Linked DNA regions of Mus musculus: region 1 is linked to region 2. The links are chromatin contacts, called in public promoter capture Hi-C maps. All regions are on one chromosome and are shown on one strand. The core of a region is the stretch at or near the end of the contact, and the rest is flanking DNA. Distances in the headings are between cores, read along the strand shown. Region 1 overlaps Ddx59 (DEAD box helicase 59). Region 2 overlaps Camsap2 (calmodulin regulated spectrin-associated protein family, member 2).

Region 1 (4,590 bases), core at 653-3,152, 120 kb after region 2:
GGAGCTGATGACCTTTCTGGCTTTGGGGCCAGTATGATCTTTTGAAACTAACCTGTACAACTGTAGCAGTATGAAAATCACCAGAGTGGGATGGTGGCATATACCTCTACCTATGCCTTACTGAAGTGCCAAAGGCAGGAGGATCATAAAGTCAAGACCAATCTAGACTTCACAGATAGCAACACTGGGCCTCAAGAAAACCAAGAGGATAAAACAGAAACAAAAACCCAGATGTGGGGCTGAGGAGAGATCTCAGTCAGTGAAGATGCCCTAGTCAGCGCGATACCCGAGATCCTACCATACTAAGTGTGGTAGTGCACACTCAGTGTAGTCCTAGAGCTGGGGAGTGGAGACAGGCAGAAGGGCCAGCCAGTCTACCCTGCTTGGCAAGCTTCAGGCCACTGGGAGATACCACAACGAAAACCAGGGAGAATGGCACCCGAGGTGGACCGGTGGCCATCACACAGGCATACATGTCTGTATGTATACAGGTCCATCTCCAGGAACACCACACACACGCAGACACGAGTACACACGCCTATAAACCCAGCCCTCACCTAGAGAAGCAGAGGCAGAAGGACCTCAGGTTCAGGAGCAGCATGAGTTAGAAAGCGACTCTGATTCAAAACATCAAGGACTGGGGGAAGGAGATGTGAGTGACTCTATAGATTAAGAGGATCTGCTGCTCTCGTAGAGGACCCAGGTTTGATTCCCAGTACCCACAAAGGAGCTCTTAGCTGTCTATGACTGAGTCTCAGGGGATCTGACACCTTCTAGTTCCTGTGCGTACCAGGCACAAGTAGGTACTCATTCATGCATGCCGACAAGCACAGTACACATAGGCTAAAAATAAATCTTTTTTAAAAAAGGATTGTGAGTATAATGGATTGTAAAGTACTTGCCTAGCATTTGCAAGATGTTGGGTTCTATCTATTACACCATTTAAAAAATATATTAGAAGAGGAGAACGGTGGCTGGATGTGACTGGTTTCCACACAACAGGTAAAGGTTGGAAAGTGTCTGATAGCCATAGCTTGTCAACTAGAAGGGAAAACTACTGTAACATAAACTACTGTATTATGCATATGATATGCTAATTGTCCAGGACAGTTAAGATCAGGTATAGAATTAAGAGAGTGAGTGTTTTTCACACTATTAAAAAATAGTAATGGGATTTGAACTGCTCCTTAGAAGATGAGAAAAAAATTTAAAAGCCGGAGGACAGGTGAAATATTCCAGTGAGATGAACAGTCAGAAAGCCCAAGTGACTTGTCGAGGAGGAGGAAGGAGCTGGAGGAATTCTTCCTGAGCAGCAGCAGGAAGTGGAGTTGGGTAGCCAGGGTGGGGTCAAATTATAGAGGCCCTGACGGGAGGCAGGAGCTTGTGGATCTGATGTGGGAGACAGTGAGGCCTTCTAAATTACTCGTTGGGCATAGCATGGTAAAAGTGGTGTTTTAGGGAGGCGATCTCCCTGCTCTCGGTACATGAGATTTAAAGAGGAAGGACCCAGAGACCAGGCATCCAGCGAACCAGCCAAGGAGTGAGGGGGTCAAGGGCAGGGTGGAGGCCCCGGGACTGAAGGGTTAAATCTGAGAGTCCCTGTAAAGTAATCATTTATGAGGCTTCTGATGACATATGGCATATGGGGAAAGAAGGCAGCTGGAGAGGTGACTCCAGAAATTATAGCTGTGCCTTTAATTTTAGAAAGGGTAACCGAGTAAATGTGGGTCCTGGTAATATTGTCTGAGCTTGGCCTTGCTGTGAACAGCAGACGACGGGGAATGCTTTTCTCCTGCACAGGGAGTGCACTGGAGTCTGTGATGTCTACTGGAGTCTGTGACATCTGGTCCTCCAAGAGAAGGCTGGAGGGAAGTGAGCCGAGAAGACAGAGCTGAGAGCCTGGCGTGTGAAGCTGCTGCTGAGTCAGTCAGCAGAGGGACAGGAACTGAGAGTGAGACTGTAAGGAGGGGTGATGACTGCTGCGAGAGGAGGGCCAGGACTCATAATCCCTTGCAGTTTGAAACCTCTGCTCCTGTCACCATCTGTGTCTCTTGTCAGGCCTTCCCTTTGCCCTAGAATAGTCCCACAACCCCATCCTGCTCTTTCCTCTCTGCTTCAGATGAGGGACTTTGAAACTGTCCCCATCCCTCTGCATGGGGACACAGCCTTCCTTCTTTCTGTTCTGTTGGACAGGCTGCAGACTGTGCATGCTCTCTGTACTGTGAAGCTGGCTATATCACAGTAAACCGAGCACAGGTCTGCCCAGCTTGGCCTAGTGTAACAGTAGGCTGGTGCTGGAGGGTGAGTTCAAAGCCAGTCTGAGGGCACTGGAAAGATGGCTCAGTAGTTAAGAGCACTTGTTGGCTCACAACCATTCTCATTTCCAGTACTAAGGGATCCAACACCTTTTCTTACGTCCACAGATACCAGGCAAGTACATGGAGCACAGACTTTCATGCAGGCAGAATACTCATACACATAAAATAAACAAATTCAAACCAGCCTGGGCTGCCTGGGAAGCTGTCTCTCCAAATAAATGGAAACAACAAACCAGTGAACAGAACCATAGAACTACTGCCCAGTGTGCCCGGCGAGTGTTATCTCGTCTGCCTTTCTCACTGGGATAGTCTGATTCAGCAGCCCAGGGATCTTGAAAACCTCACTCCAGGTGATTCCTAGATTTGAGAGGTTTGGGACACTGATACACTGTTTGTTACATAATTGGGTCTTATTTAGTGCTTAGAGTTAAAGTTGCCGAGTGTTTATAAAGGGCTTTTGGCATGCTAGTTGTCGTTGGTGTAGTGGATAGAGTGGAAAGGGATGCTTATGAGCTCTGCCCATGGAGCTGTGGCAAGTGTACCTATCCATGCAGTATGGCAGGGACAACCCGTGGGCTTCCTTAGATTGGTAACCACAGGCTGTCTGTGACGTTTATGCTGAGATGTGGATGAAAATACTTCTGGCAGACAGATTGTAACAGAGGACACCAACCCACATTAGTGGTAAAGTCTCGGCATGAAATTTGAAGAATTAAAACCATAAGTATCCCCAACATTAATTTTTTTTAAATTTAAAGTAAGTTAGTTATATAGGACATCCATGGCTAGAAGGAAATAAAACTCTGAAAATCCAAAAGTGATCCCTAACAGCCATGGTGGATCATGCCTGTAAACCTAGCACTTGAAAGCTAAGGCAAGAAGATCAAGAATTCAAGGCCAGCCCAGCCTGCATATCAAAATCTTGTCTCCAAGATCTAAGGCCAACAGATGTAGTTCAATAGTGGGACACTAGCATGTACAGATTCTGGGTTAGATTCTCAGCATTGAAAGCAAAATTGAACCCCCAGGCCCAATACACACAACTCCCTGGTCTTCTCCACGGCAGCAGTGTAACGTTTCAGGGCTTTACTCTGTAGCTCTGTACTCTGACCTTGAACTCAGTCCGCCTGCCTTGGCTTCCTGAGTGCTAGAATCACAGTGTAAACTGGTCTCCAGCTTAATTCATTTCCTGACTACACTGCTTACATTGTTTTGTAGTATAAATAGTATTGTGTCGTACAATGTTTGATAATTTTCTCCAAGCAATCATTTATTACCCAGTAAAGAGCTTTCTGGTCATTTCTCATAACAGCACAGTAATATATGTTGCCATAATTAAAAAGTGCTTTATTGGTAAATATGTGGTGTATCTATCTTCATAGCTATTAATAATAATAATCCAGATCATTAAGTTATACAGTCTATAATTTTACACATTTCCCTGCTGGTCTTTTGACGTTGTAATGTATTTTTCTGTGATTTAATTTTTCTGTCCTTAATCACCCAGCCTTATCCTGAGAAGTTCTGGGTTTCAGGGCTGAGTAAGCCTGACTGCTGACTGCCGACTGCCTTCGTTTCAGGCTGACACCATGTTGAAGATGGGCTTTCAGCAGCAAGTGCTTGACGTTTTGGAACACACTCCTGGTGACTGTCAGACCATCTTGGTTTCTGCCACCATTCCAGATAGCATAGAACAGCTCACAGACCAGCTTCTGCATAATCCTGTGAGGATCATCACTGGGGACAAGAACCTGCCCTGCGCCAGTGTGCGGCAGATCATCCTGTGGGTAGAAGACCCAGCTAAAAAGAAGAAATTATTTGAAATCCTAAATGTGAGTGTTCAAGCTGTCAGCCATGTTTTGTCGCATGTTTGCCTTCCCACAGCTCCAGGGAGAGTGACATTTAAGGGGACTTGGGTGGAAGTCTGGTGCCATTATTTAGTGGTAAATCCCTTTACCACATCAGAATCCTCTAAGACCAAATCAAATTTTGCTTCTGATGTTTGCTTAAAGCAGGATTTTGCTGTGTATCCCTGGCTTGCCTGAAACCATATAGCTCATGACACTCCTGCCTCCATCTCCTTGATACTGGGGTTAAAGGTATTTGCTACCAACCCAACTCAAAGTTTTATCTCTGAAAATATGCAGTATAGATGCCTAGTTGTTTGGGGGGATACATTTTGTTTTCCTTTTGAGGTCTCTCAAGCTGGCCTGGAACCCTCCTTCAGCTCATGGTGTGCTAGGTATGAGTGTTTGTGCCATACATTCTGGCT
Region 2 (4,632 bases), core at 787-3,286:
CACCCACATACTTACTTGTGCCATACACATGCATAACACATATCCTTGAAAAGTCAGAAATGAAGAGTTTCTAAGTGTTGTAAGAAGTGTCAAGGCTACATAACTAAGAGAGAAATTCCTAACATCAACACTGGTCTCAATCCCATACAGTGCCTATACCTACTAAGCCCAAGCCCTTTAAAGGGGCAGAGGAGGAAACTAAGGCTTAGATTATAAACAGGAAGTACTTGAGTCATTCTACTGAAATGGCACATATAGACTTTCTTTTAAAGAGTTAATCCCAATTTGTAATTAATACTTCACATATATTAAAGGTTTGCTATCATGGTTCATACTTAACCTTAAATGGTAAATGAAAAATGTTTAATGTGGCTATTCTAGATAGACATATAAAGAAACTGTGTACCAGCAGTCAAATTAATACAGCATGTAGTTTAAAAGGCAGTAAGTTTAAAAAGCATCTTTTCTAAATATGACCAACGTCATCAAAAGATGATAAAATTTCTGGTCTTAAATCCTAGGTTAATTAAATGAGCTCCAACAAATCCCTAGTGCTATTGTGCTCCGATGCCCTAAGCTGCCAATCAGGTAGTGGGAGCAGTGTAGCATAGTTTGTACACCAAACACTAAAGGACTTGCTGAGAAAGGTGAGATGCACCGCACATCCCAGAGCACAGATGAAGAGCAGTGCAGGTTCAAAGCTAGACTGAGCTACACAGAGCCCTGTCTCAAAAAGCCCAGGGATGTCGTTCAGCGTACACTTGCTTAGTATGACCGAGGCCCTGGATTCAATCTCCAGGACTGAAAAACAAGTAATGTAGTACATATCAAGAATAGTGCTTGTGGTGATCTGAATGAAAACAGCCCCCACTACAGGAATGGCACTATCAGGAGGTGTGGCCTTGTTAGAAATGTGTCACTGGGGTAGGGCTTTGAGGCTTCAGATGCTCAAGCCAGGCTCAGAGACACTCTCTTCCTGCTGCCTGCCAACCCAGATGTAGAACTCTCAGCTCCCTCTCCAGCACCATGTCTGCCTGTGCACCACCATACTTTTCACCATAACAATCATGGACTCTCTGAACTGTCAGCCAGCCCCAATTAAATGTTTTCCTTTATACGGGTTCCCATGGTCATGGTGTCTCTTCATAGTAATGAAACCCTAACTAAGACACTGTTAGGACATATTTTTAAAAGACATTATGCCATGACCAGCTGATTTTTTAAAAATGAGAAATACAATGGTTCAATATGTGCAGCCAATAAACAGCACACAGACAGACAGGAGCAGAAACCGCATAATCATCTCAATAGATGCAAAAGGAAGTCTTTTGACAAAATTCAACATCCCTTTATGACAACAACGAAGCTAAGCTAGAAGGGTCACACTTCCACATAATACAGGTGTGGAGGACAGAGTGACAGCCAGATCAGAACTAATGAGGAAAACCTGAAAGCTTATTATTCCCTGAAATAACTGAAAGCTTAGCCAAAGCAGTATGTCAGTCAAGAAACAAATAAGAGGGATGGAACCAGGAGAGGAAGAGATCAAACATCCCTGTAGGAATGGTGCATGATCCTATAGTTAAGACTTCAGAGAGTCCACCTGAGGATTCTCAGCTCTGAATAAACTCCATCGGCAATAACGAAGTCAGTGAAACAGAAGTGAGGGAAAACAATAACCTCACAAAACAACTACCACAACCAAGATATTAAATACGTGTGGAAGACACTAGAAGGCAGAAGACCATGTGCTCAGAGGCTGGCAGAATTAACACTGTGACTTATTATTATTAGCAAAAGCTATCTTCATATGCAATGCAATCCTCTTCAAAACCTTCACGGCACTCTCCACAAGAAGAGAAAATTCTACATCTCACAGCAAAATACAAAAGACCCAGAATAATCAACGCAACCATGAGCAACGAAGAGGAATGCTCCAGGTATTCACTACCTGATTTCAGATGGCACTACAGAGGCTCAGCAGTAACACAAACCAGGCATCAGCTGGCAGAACAGCTCAGAAAGCCCAGAAGCAAGCCCACACCTGTGCAGCCACCTGATTCCTAGTAATGAGGCCGAAAGGTGAGGGACAAGCCAGCCTTGTAAACAGTGCTGCTGGTAGAGCAGATGTGCACATGTGGGAGAGGAAACTAGAGCAGCTGAAAAGACAAAGCCCCAGTGCTGACCTGAAACTAGGGGAGACACTTCAACATCTAAACCTGAGAGACACCTTTCGGAATGACTCCAAAAGCTCCGGAAATAAAAGCAGGAGTTCAAAGACATGAGTGCGTCAAATTAAAAAGCTTCCGTATTTCCGTATAGCAAAGAAATAAACTGCTAGAGTGAAGAGAAGAGAGCACACAGAGCAGGAGGTCTTTGCTAGACACTCGCCTAACAGACTGTTAATAGCCAGAATATAATAAGCATCTCAAAAAAGTTACACATCAAAGGAGCAAATAATTCACTCAACAAATGGGCTAATGAACCATACACTTTTAAAATTAATAAGTATGAATAGCACATACATACATGAAAATGTGTCCAACATCTTTAGCCATTAGGAAAATGAAAATCAAGGTACAGCAATAGTCCATTTCATCCAAGGCAGGATAAGTAACATCAAAAATCAAGTGTAGCAAGGCCATGGAGGGTGTGTGGAAGGAGGGAACTCATACCACATTGGTAAGAATGTGAACTAGTTCTAGCTACTATAAAAATTCAGTTTGGAGATATCTCAGTTACTATTCTATTGCTGTGAAGAGACACTATTACCAAGGCAACTCATAGCAGAAAGCATTTTCTTGGGGGCTTGCTTATAATTTCAGAGGGAGAGTCCATGACCACATGGAGGAGAGTGTGGTAGCAGACAAGCAGGCATGGCACCAGAGCAGTAGTTGAGAGCTCACATCCTGATACATAGGCAGGAAGAATAAACAAGAGTGAGACTGGCTGGACCTGGCTGGCTTTGGAAACATCAAAGCCCACCCTCAGTGGCACCTCCAAAGTTTTCCCAGAGAGTCCCACTCAATGTGGACCAAGCACAAGCCTACAGGCACCATTCTCACTCAAACCGCCACAGAAGGTTCCTCAACAATGAAAACTAGATCCCACACCACTTTGGGGTATACCAAAAAGACTCAAGAGTCACTTTCCTATGGAGGTGCTGTCATACCTACTCACAACAGTCACATTACAGAACTGGCCTGGGGCGAACCAATGGATCAAGAAAAATGTACACACACACACATTTTATTCAAGCATAAAGAATGAATTGTCATTTGTAAGAAAACTGGAAACATAAACAGTAAAAAGGGAACCATTAGAATGTAGACAGGGGAGGGTAGGGTGACGGGATGGCTTGGGGAAGCTGATCTAAGTACATTATATGTATGTAAGAATAGAGAATGTCATAATGAAAACCCACTGCTTTGTACAATTAATCTAAGCTAATTTTAAAAGAAAAGTGTTAGAGGTTATAGAAGGTGTCAGAATAAAAATGAACTGTAAACTCTCAGGGGGAAAAAAGCCACACTCCTGTGGAAAATTCTACAACGATGACTAACAAATCTGTAATTGTGAGAAGTTATAATGCTACAAATCTGGAGCCAAATTATTTTGGACTGTCATTAGCTCCTTTTCTAACCTTCCTTTCTCTTTGTTGGAGAAAACCACCTTGTAGTTATACATGAAACTAACTCACAAGCTAACAATGTGTTTAGATAACTAAAACTTTCCCCCATTTTGCTATTACCTGTCTACCTACTATACATGGTAAATGCTGCGATTTATGACTTCTTTTTTGTTTTATAGGAATAAATTTCATGAAACTATTTCCACAATAAAACATGTTAGTTATGGCAACCCGAGTCTATGTTCTTAGGCCTTAGTCACTCAGACCTTGCTTAGGACAAACACTTGTTCCTTATGTGAGATGACACTAGTTTCCTCTGACAGGATAGATGGACAGATGGATGCCAGCAGACTGTGTGAGCAGAGAGGGTCTCAGGTCTAACTATAAGAGCGGTCACTCTCAAATAAACGAATCCTTTAAACATTAAGCTGTTTTCATTGTATGTTATGTAGGTGACTCATAAGATATTTGAATCATTTCTAAATAAGCTAAAACACTGAAACGTCAGTGGAAAATATACTTAGGAGTACATTTGCCAAGTATGCCTGGCTTCTTAAACTCTGCAAAGAAGACAAGCTTGGGAGCTACAAATAAAATACTATACTTTTATAGTATGTTATGTGTTCATAACCTCGGACATACAGTCCAGTGTTTAATTAAACCCAAGTGCCTCTCTCTCCAGGAGGAGACCCAGGTTGTCTACACGGCTACATGGTTCCCCGTAGAGAAGCAATCGCTCTGAAAAGGATCGCCTTTACCTTTGGCAATGAGCCTAGGAAAACAAGCATTTGCTGAAGTAAGTTCTTATGATTTGTGATATCTTTTTACTAGGCTTTAACTTTCATTACTTAATGAAGAACTAAATTTTTTTCTTGAATTTATTTGTTTTTTTTTTAGTCTATTTGTGTTTCATTTTGTGAGATGGGTCTTGTTGAGTATCCCAGGCTGGCCTAGTACTGAGGATGCCTCCAGAATGCCAGGATTACAGGCTCGGGTCACCA

What was found. Capture Hi-C pulls out chosen DNA fragments and counts their contacts.
Region 1: a contact with region 2 is called in a promoter capture Hi-C map of pancreatic islet. The contact joins two enhancer-like sites. A contact is called at or near these places in 14 of 484 Hi-C or Micro-C datasets (the CH12 cell line, Th1 cells, bone marrow-derived DN3 thymocytes and 6 more), 4 of 115 datasets of contacts at active chromatin or transcription factors (embryonic fibroblasts, embryonic stem cells and fetal liver) and 3 of 9 other capture datasets (adipose tissue, liver and pancreatic islet).

The regions. Positions count from the first base shown.
Region 1 is chr1:136,428,414-136,433,003 of GRCm38.p6, forward strand. Ddx59 (DEAD box helicase 59) reads left to right here. Exons shown (of 8, transcript NM_026500.3): 5 at 3,899-4,150. Among named protein-coding and RNA genes, the nearest start is that of 9230116N13Rik, 15 kb to the left of the region's middle. Within about 2 kb of position 1,903, at least 35 of the 459 cell types and tissues checked have an H3K27ac peak or open chromatin away from gene starts, as enhancers often do. A contact at or near this core is called in pancreatic islet, where this site is marked.
Region 2 is chr1:136,307,330-136,311,961 of GRCm38.p6, forward strand. The region is part of intron 2 of Camsap2 (calmodulin regulated spectrin-associated protein family, member 2); the gene reads right to left. Among named protein-coding and RNA genes, the nearest start is that of Camsap2, 36 kb to the right of the region's middle. Within about 2 kb of position 2,037, at least 10 of the 459 cell types and tissues checked have an H3K27ac peak or open chromatin away from gene starts, as enhancers often do. A contact at or near this core is called in pancreatic islet, where this site is marked.